Regions from separate parts of the Sus scrofa genome. Here region 2 is linked to region 1. The links are chromatin contacts, called in public Hi-C maps. All regions are on one chromosome and are shown on one strand. The core of a region is the stretch at or near the end of the contact, and the rest is flanking DNA. Distances in the headings are between cores, read along the strand shown.

The links. Hi-C and Micro-C count contacts between places; a contact is called where the count stands out from the background.
Region 2: a contact with region 1 is called in a Hi-C map of liver, with 2.8 times the contacts expected there. The contact joins the promoter of CRP here to the enhancer-like site in region 1. A contact is called at or near these places in 1 of 5 promoter capture datasets (liver), 5 of 47 Hi-C or Micro-C datasets (liver and skeletal muscle) and 1 of 2 datasets of contacts at active chromatin or transcription factors (skeletal muscle).

The regions. Positions count from the first base shown.
Region 1 is chr4:90,747,191-90,751,291 of Sscrofa11.1, forward strand. It overlaps LOC110260311 (a long non-coding RNA gene), which reads left to right. Exons shown (of 4, transcript XR_002343382.1): 3 at 368-497. Among named protein-coding and RNA genes, the nearest start is that of DUSP23, 27 kb to the left of the region's middle. Within about 2 kb of position 1,656, at least 8 of the 83 cell types and tissues checked have an H3K27ac peak or open chromatin away from gene starts, as enhancers often do. A contact at or near this core is called in liver, where this site is marked.
Region 2 is chr4:90,780,191-90,784,389 of Sscrofa11.1, forward strand. It overlaps CRP (C-reactive protein, pentraxin-related), which reads left to right and starts at 2,551. Exons shown (of 2, transcript XM_003355107.4): 1 at 2,551-2,815; 2 at 3,060-4,199. The coding sequence starts at 2,752. The coding sequence ends at 3,673.

The DNA.
Region 1 (4,101 bases), core at 406-2,905:
TGCTGTCGGAACTCTTTGTTTTGGCTGCACCCGGGGTATGTGGAAGTTCCAAGGCCAGCGATCAAACCCAAGCCACAACACTGACAATGCTAGATCCTTAGCCTGCTGAGCCACAGGGAACTCTGAGCTGTCATAACTTTTTACTTGGTTTCTGGCCCTTTGACTTGTATTTCCTGACTCTAGTGCTGCTTGTGGGTTTCCTGATTCCTAACTGCTGGCTTGGTTTTTAACCTACATGCTTAATCTGGACTCCTGATAGGCGTCTAATTCCTGACTATTCATTTGGCTTGTGCCCTGTTTATTGGCTATTCCCATCCCCAGTCCCCTACCTGTGATTTTTAGATTTATTTTCTGTCTGTCTTCCCAGCTTGGCTCTGGAACATGATAATCCTCATCAGGACCAATCCTGATCCAATACAGTCCATCTCATTGAGCACCCAATTAAACAAGAGAACTGTGGAAAGAGTTGTCAATTTCATGCCATCATCCAGCATCTGGTAAGATTCTCAGGGTCTTATTGATCATGGGGTTGCTTTGACATAAGAGTTCAAAGAATGCCTGAACAGAAAAAAGCTTTTATAATCAACGGGCAATAATTGTTATTCCTTCCAGTTGCTGAGTTAGCTATGCCTTCATAAATTGTAACATAATGTTCCAAGTTTTATTGAGTTCCTGTGGTGTCCTGAAATTGGGGTCAGTCCACCTCTCCAAAGAAGACCAGGCATGTTCCTGTGATGCAGGATATTTGCTGGAGAGTTCATGGGTGATCATTTCTACTGCTTCTTCCTCATTCTAAGAGTGAACAAAAGTCACTTTCCCCACAGAGCCTAGATTTTTGCAGTAACATTACCTATGTGAAATCCCAACTTATCTCAATAGGAGATTATTAAAGAAGGAGAATTTCCCATCCAAGATAACTAGTCCAGATCAAGGTCCTTGGTTGGGAAGCAAAACTTAATATTTGATCCCAACAAAGCTCTGGAGTTTGTCTTGCAGATTTGCGGAGGGTATATAACCATGAATAATTTCTTGGTCAAATGAAACCAGGATGAATTCCTCACCATTTGCTGGGGCTATGTTGAAGCACCTGCCAATTCAGATAGGATGGGCTCTCCAATATCAATGCTTTTAGATCATTGTTCTTGAGAATTCACATTAAGCTGATTTCTAAAATTATACTTGACTCTGACAGATGAGTTGATGAGTCAATGTCCTCTTCCAGAGTTCATGATGATTCTAAGGGCATGTTATCAACCACATTTCTAACCAAAAATCTAGCAATTTTAGGTGTGGCTCCTAAAGTAGATGATGTCCTCAGGGTCACAGTGTACCCTGCACTTGTAGCTGCTTTTTGAGCTGTAGGGTTTGGTGGGGCTGGGACTGCTGACCTCAGGAAGGATTTGGGATGGTGCTTGGCAATCCCATGACACGTCAGTTGTTCTTTCCCATCATCCGTCTGGCATCGATTGGCTCAAAAACAGAGCACAATTCCCGGTTGATGTTGAAATTCTCTGTTGTCCTTTGAAATCCTAAGTAATGATTTCCTCCTATTGTGTAACTCAAGAAGTTTGATACAGTGTTATGTTTGGCACTTTGTTTCTGGACAGCTCTCTTTACAGAGGCCAACTATAGGTGTCCTCGAGTTGCTAGAGTGACAGTCAGTGCTGGATGATGCAACAGCGGCCGCAAGTCAAGAGTCTGTGTGGCAATAAAACACATCCTGTAGGAACAGAGGCAGAGATAAGCAGGGGCCATTCTAAGAGGGATGCAGCAACAACTCAAATATCTATCACTCAGACAATCAAGGTCATAGGGAGCAGAGTAGGAACACCAAGAAAACAGTCCCTGATAAACCAAGGCCATAATTGGAAGTGTTTCTGGCGATGTGAAGGAGGACTTTGGAGGCCTCCTGGGTGAGATAAGGCAAGCAATCAACATGTCAAGGTAATTTGTTAGCAGTTCTGGCTTTGGGTCGAGGTGTGTAAACCTGCCCACTGTGATGTATGAAGCCTGTTAACCCGAGGGGACTTGGCCATAGAAGGACAATAGCAGAGCAGATCCTGCTTGGAACTGACAAGAGGGGCCACCTGTACCTGTCAATGTAACATCTGTAACAATGTAACATCTGTCCCAGTGAAGGCAGACCCTGATTACAAACCACACACACACACACACACACACACACACACAGAGCAGTAACAAAACCAACTAGTGTCAGTGAGGATACAGGTTCAATCCCTGGTCTCGCCTAGTGAGTTAAAGATCTTGCATTGCTGTGAGCTATGGTGTGGGTTGTAGATGTGGCTGGGATCCCATGTTGCTGTGGCTGTGGTATAGGCTGGCAGCTGCCGCTCCAATTCACCCCCTAGCCTAGGAACCTCATATGCTGCAGGTGCAGCCTTAAAAAAGGAAAAAATAAAAGAAAACCAAAAAAACAAAAAAAACCCACTTATAAAGATAGAGAGGTTGCCATGCCCCCCCACCCCCACCCCATAGAGGACAGCAGGGTGTTTCCCATCTTTCCCTGATCTTACCGAGTTGTTCTTATGGATTGATGCTCCCAGAAAACTGCAAAGTGGGAGTTCCCTGGTGGCTCAGTAGGTTAAGGATTCAGCATTGTCATTGCTGTGGCTCTGGTTGCTATTGTAGCAAAGGTTCCATCCCTGCCTGAGAACCTCTGCGTGCCCCCAGCACGGCCAAAAAAAAAAAAAAAAAAAAAAAGCTGCAAAATGATTATAAAGGCTTTAGTGAAATTTTCTCAGTGTAGCCCAAACACTAATTATAACTGTCTCAACTCACACTAACTGTATATGCCCCTCACCACCTCACTGAGCCCACATAGATTATATACCGCTCACCACATGGTTAATCTCACACCCGACTCTACATTTCTCACTGATCCACTAAGCTCACACTAACCATACATACCCTTCACCATCTCAGCGATTCGACCCCTACCCTGCCCTGTGCCCGGATGAGCTTGCACAAGCCAGCTCACTGACATCACATGGATTATAGATTGTTGTGAAAGCACTTGCTTTCTGCCCGCTCAATACCTATTTTCCCATTTTTCCTGGAAATAAGCCCTGGCTTTATTCACGGTGATGCTGTAGGCAGCCAGGAGAGTACACTTCTCAGCCTCCCTTACAGTTATGTTGGGTTATGTCTCTAGGTCTGGCCCAAGAGACTTTAAACACAACTTGTTGGGTGGGATTCCTGGGATGGTTTCTTGAAAGGGGACAGAATGCTGGGGCATAATCTTTTGCCCATTGTATTTGGGTCTGTGTTCCTACAGCTGGATGTCATTCTTACCCACACAACCCCTCGCCATTCTTCTGAGTTCACGCTGACTATGCATATACTTACCGTCCCCCTTGGCCAGTGTGCATTTTGCATATTATCATTTGACCATGATGTTGCATAAGTGGAACAACTGTCTTCTTTTTTTTGTTAATGCCCAGATGAGTCTCTGCATTTTCCTTTCGAGTTATTAGTTGTATAAAGCAGAGTGGACCAGAATCTCTGCAGTACATAAATCCTTCTATAAATGTTAATGGGGAGAGGCTAAGCCAGTTCAGCACAGTTGTGCACAGAAACCAATAGTTGGGTGGTGCTGAGAGATTGGAGATTAACAGTGCATCTTCCTCTGGGTCAGCCCCACATCATGTCATAGCATTACTCCTGCATCACAGAGGATAGGGTGGTATCCTCGAGGGCAGACTTTACAATCTCCTAGTGTAAAGCTGAATCACACCTGCTACACTTACCAAAGGGTTACATTTGAAAAAAAAAATCTTATTAATTTCTTTACCTTGCCTTGTACCTTCACCCCAAATAATCAGAAGAAACAAAACTTGAAATACGGGAGTTCCCATTGTGGCTCAGCGGGTTAAGAACCCAACATAATATCAGAGAGGATGCAGGTTTGATCCTTGACCTGGCTCAGTGGGTTAAGAATTTGGCATTGCCACAAACTGTGGTGTAGGTCACAGATGTAGCTCGGATCTGGTTTTGCTGTGGCTGTGGCGTAGGTCTACAGCTGCAGCTCTGATTCAACACTTAGCCTGGGAACTTTCAAATGCTGCAAGTGCAGCTGTAAAG
Region 2 (4,199 bases), core at 1,301-3,800, 34 kb after region 1:
TGAATAGGGAGGTTCAAGCAAGCTTTTGGAGTTTGGGAATGAAACAGTAGAAAGTGAAATTTGTGGTCACTATTGCTCATATTATTCTCTTCGCCTTAAAACTCCTACTCCAGTTTTTGTGGCTCAGCTTAAATGCAACTCCTTCCATAAAAACCCATGCTTCCTTGGGGTAGAGGATTCCTGTGGCAAGGATACCAGTGGATGTTTCATTTCAGGGCAAGTGATAATTGGTTTGGACAGACAATGCCTTGGATTTGGGGCAGTGTCCGGGAGGTGTTGCGATTTGTCAAAAGTCATGCAAATGTAAGTGTCATAAAACCAAGTAAAATAAGTAAAAAGAAAGTTTTTGGGCTAATAGACTTCAGAAGAACTGAGGTGGAACTGGTGTCAGATGAGACTGGATTCACTGACTCAAACAATGTTCTTGGAGGCTCTGCCATCTCTCAGCTCCACTTGAGAATCAAGGCTGGAGAGAGGTGGAAGGCAGGACCACTTGTTTTAGGCATAGGGCTTTAAAATTATTTCACTTTTTAAAAAAGCTCTGTGCAGCTGTTCAAGAGGAAGTTGTGAACCATATTGAGTTTTGTTGCTGAGAAACTGAACCAAAAATCAATGATCGAATTTGACACGAGAAAGGTTTTTGTTTACATTGGTTTCACCGGAGTGGCAGAGGCCAGAGTCTGGTTTGCTTGGACTGAGGAGAGAACGGGAGATGGGAAAATGGATATTGTCAGTACACATAACGCTTTCCAGAAGTTTTGCTGTAAATGAGGGCAGAACAAAAATGGACCATAGCAGAAGGAGATGAGGAGTCTTAGGATCCCTCCCTCCTTTCACTCTTTCCCCCCTTCTTTCCTCCCTTTTTCTTCTCATTAAAGATTAAACATATTCTAGTGTATTTGTTTGCTGGGGGGAATAATTGAATAAAGATGAGGTATTTAATGATCTAGAAGATAGAATACCTGCAGGAGCAAAATTCCCTGAGTGATCAAGAACGTCTGGGATCCTTTGCAGAAGTGCAAGGGTTGGCCCTAGATATACACAGGGACCATTCATCCCCTGTTATGGGAAGGAGGCAGAATATGTGAGTAAAGTGCAGAAAGATTGGTACACTTGGAGTGGGAGGATGTGTAAGGTTATCAGCTAGCCTTTATAATAGGAAGATCAAATTAATGTTCGAGTAGGTGGTCTAGAGCCGTTATAGCGGTTCCAGAACCAATTATCCAGGCTCCATCTATCTGCCAGCTTCAGCGTGCATCTTACCCACGGTGGTCAAAGGTGATATTCTAGCTCCTATCATCATGCCTCACACCAGGCAAAGGGAAGGGAGAAGTGGAAGGTAGAGCAGATGCCTTCACTTTAAAGGGCACAACCTGGAAATCATCCCTCTTACTTCTGTTCATATCTCACTGGCCAGAACATACTCACATTCTCATTCCCAGCTGCAAGGGAGGCTGGGAAATTCATTGGCTAGGTGACCATGTGCCCAACCACCAATGCCACTCTTACTGTAGGAGAAGTGGAGAATGGACACTGGGGAGCTAGAAGCCCCTGCTACAAAAGGTATGGTCATTCTTCTCTGATGACTTCTATTTCTCAATAAAGAAAAAGTGAATGCTGGGAGTTCCCATCGTGGCTCAGTGGAAACAAATCTGACTAGTATCTGTGAGGATGTAGGTTCAATCCCTGGCCTCACTCAGTGGGTTAAGGATCCAGTGTTTCTGTGAGCTGTGGTGTAGGTTGCAGGTGCAGCTCAGATCCCGATTTGCTGTGGCTGTGGCTGTGGCCAGTGGCTGCAGCTCTGATTTGGTCCCTAGCCTGGGAACCTCCGAGGGTGTGGCCCTCAAAAGACAAAAAAATAAAATAAAAAAAATTTTGAATGCTGAGTATAAGAATGGATGAGATTTGGGGGTAAGAAGAGAGGAGGAGAAAAATAATCATCCTGAAGGGTGATTTCAGTAGGGAACGGTACTAAGATTGCCAGGCATCATGGAGAAACTACTTGAATTTTGTGAATAAAGGAAATGGCAGGGTCAGATCATCCTGACACCTCCCTAAACCCTGACATATTGAGAAAATATGAAGACACATTGGCATATGGTATATTTGTGATCAAGCACATGTTTCACTGCACCAGAGATTTCTTAAAAATTAAATTCAATGCGCTAAGAAAAATTTGTCCTTGGCTCAGAAAATGGCATGTTTGTTTTCAGCATTTCCCAATCTGTCAACTAGAGGCCTCTGTAAAGGGTGAGCCATGATGGTCAGCTCCAGAGGCTCTTCGCTTTCTTCCAGAAAACCCAATGACCCAATGACTTGGGCTGAAGAAGGTGCTAGAGTTGCAGCTATCATGTGCAATCAGATGGCTATTCTTCTACTAAGATAAGATTTTCCATTATTTCACAGGATAGACAGCCAAAGTGGAGTCCTTGGAGAGCTTCTTCATTTCTCCTGTCACAGAGGTGACTCAGTAGTCACAGGAGTTTGTAATAAATAACCCACATCGATTTCTCTGTTCTGGAACTATGTTGCTTCCCTTCCTCCCAGAGCCCTGACACTGCGAGAAGCAGAATTGGAAGTCATTTACATAGTGGCACAGACGCTTCTACTGCCTTGGGTATAAATCCAGGCAGGATGGGGCAAGTCTTGAGAGGAGGGATCTAGGACTTCTAGTCCCTGAGCTTTCAACCAAAGGCATCTTCTCCAAGGGGGTGAATCCATATTCTGTTACCACTGGCAGCAGAGAGTGACATGGAGAAGCAGTTGTGGTGTTTCCTGGTCTTGATCAGCTTCTCCAATGCTTTTGGCCAGTCAGGTAGGGGCTACCTGGGGCTATGCCAGCGATTTGATCTGAACGATGAAGGTGAAGTCAGAGGAACATCCAGCCTAGACGAGTGTGTGTGTGTGTGTGTGTGTGTGTGTGTGTGTGTGTGTGTGTGTGTGCGCGCGCATAACTGAGGAACAATCAGTCTATTTCTCAAGCCCAAATTCTATATGTAAGGAATAGATCTTTGTGATTTGAGAAATTTCTCCTCTCTCTTCTGTTTTCCATCTCACAGACTTGCATAAGAAGGCCTTTGTGTTTCCCCAAGAGTCGGATAATTCCTACGTGTCCCTGAAAGCGCAGTTAAAGAAGCCACTCAAGGCCTTTACCGTGTGTCTCCATATCTACTCAGAACTGGCCTCAACCCGTGGGTACAGCGTTTTCTCTTATGCCACCAAAAAACAACCTAACGAGATCCTCATATTTTGGTCTAAGGGCAGAGGATATATTCTTGGAGTGCGTGGGACTGAGGTATTATTCAAGAGTCCTGAAAACACCGCAGCTCCGACACACATCTGTGCCAGCTGGGAGTCCGCCTCTGGGATTGCAGAGTTCTGGGTGGACGGGAAGCCCAAGGTGAGGAAGAGCCTGGAGAAGGGAGCCTCCGTGGAGGCAGAGGCAAGCATTATCCTGGGGCAGGAGCAGGACACATTCGCTGGGGAGTATGAGAAGAACCAGTGTTTGGTGGGGGACATTGGAGATGTGAACATGTGGGACTATGTGTTGTCACCAGAGGAGATTAGCACTGTCTATGCTGGTGGGACCTTCAGTCCTAATGTCCTTAACTGGCGGGCGCTGAGTTATGAAATGAGTGGCGAGGTGTATGTCAAGCCCCAGCTGTGGCCCTGAGGCCATGCCGCTGTGGTCCTGGAGGTGTTTCCTGACAGTTGCACTCTGTGGTTCTAGACTGGCCCCAGCCCCTGTACACACACTGCAAGCCAGCTCTGTGAACACAGGCTCTCACATCCCTGCTCTACCCTCCTCAGTGCCAGAGAGGGCATTCAAGTGTCTGGCTTGGGAGGCTGTGAACTACATTGAGAAGTTTTGGTTTTGGTTTTTGGTTTTTACAGCAGGATCAGAATTGCAGGTGTGTTTGGTTCTGTTATTGCTATTTTTTTTTTAAGTTGAAAAAATCTTAGAGACAATACCTTTCCTTCATGTAGATGAGAAAATTGGGACCCAGAAAGGAGAACTGATTTTTTTTTTTTTTAAAGTCACAAGGAGAATCTTTCTCTGAGTTGAGAAAGGTGTGCTGTCTTCTACCTAATTTCCTACCCAAGACTTCCTAGAAAGTAGGAGGGACTTGCCCTTCCATCTCAGAGTTATGACATTGGGCCAGGTCTTTGGAAATGGGAACTCCTAAAAAAGACAAAAG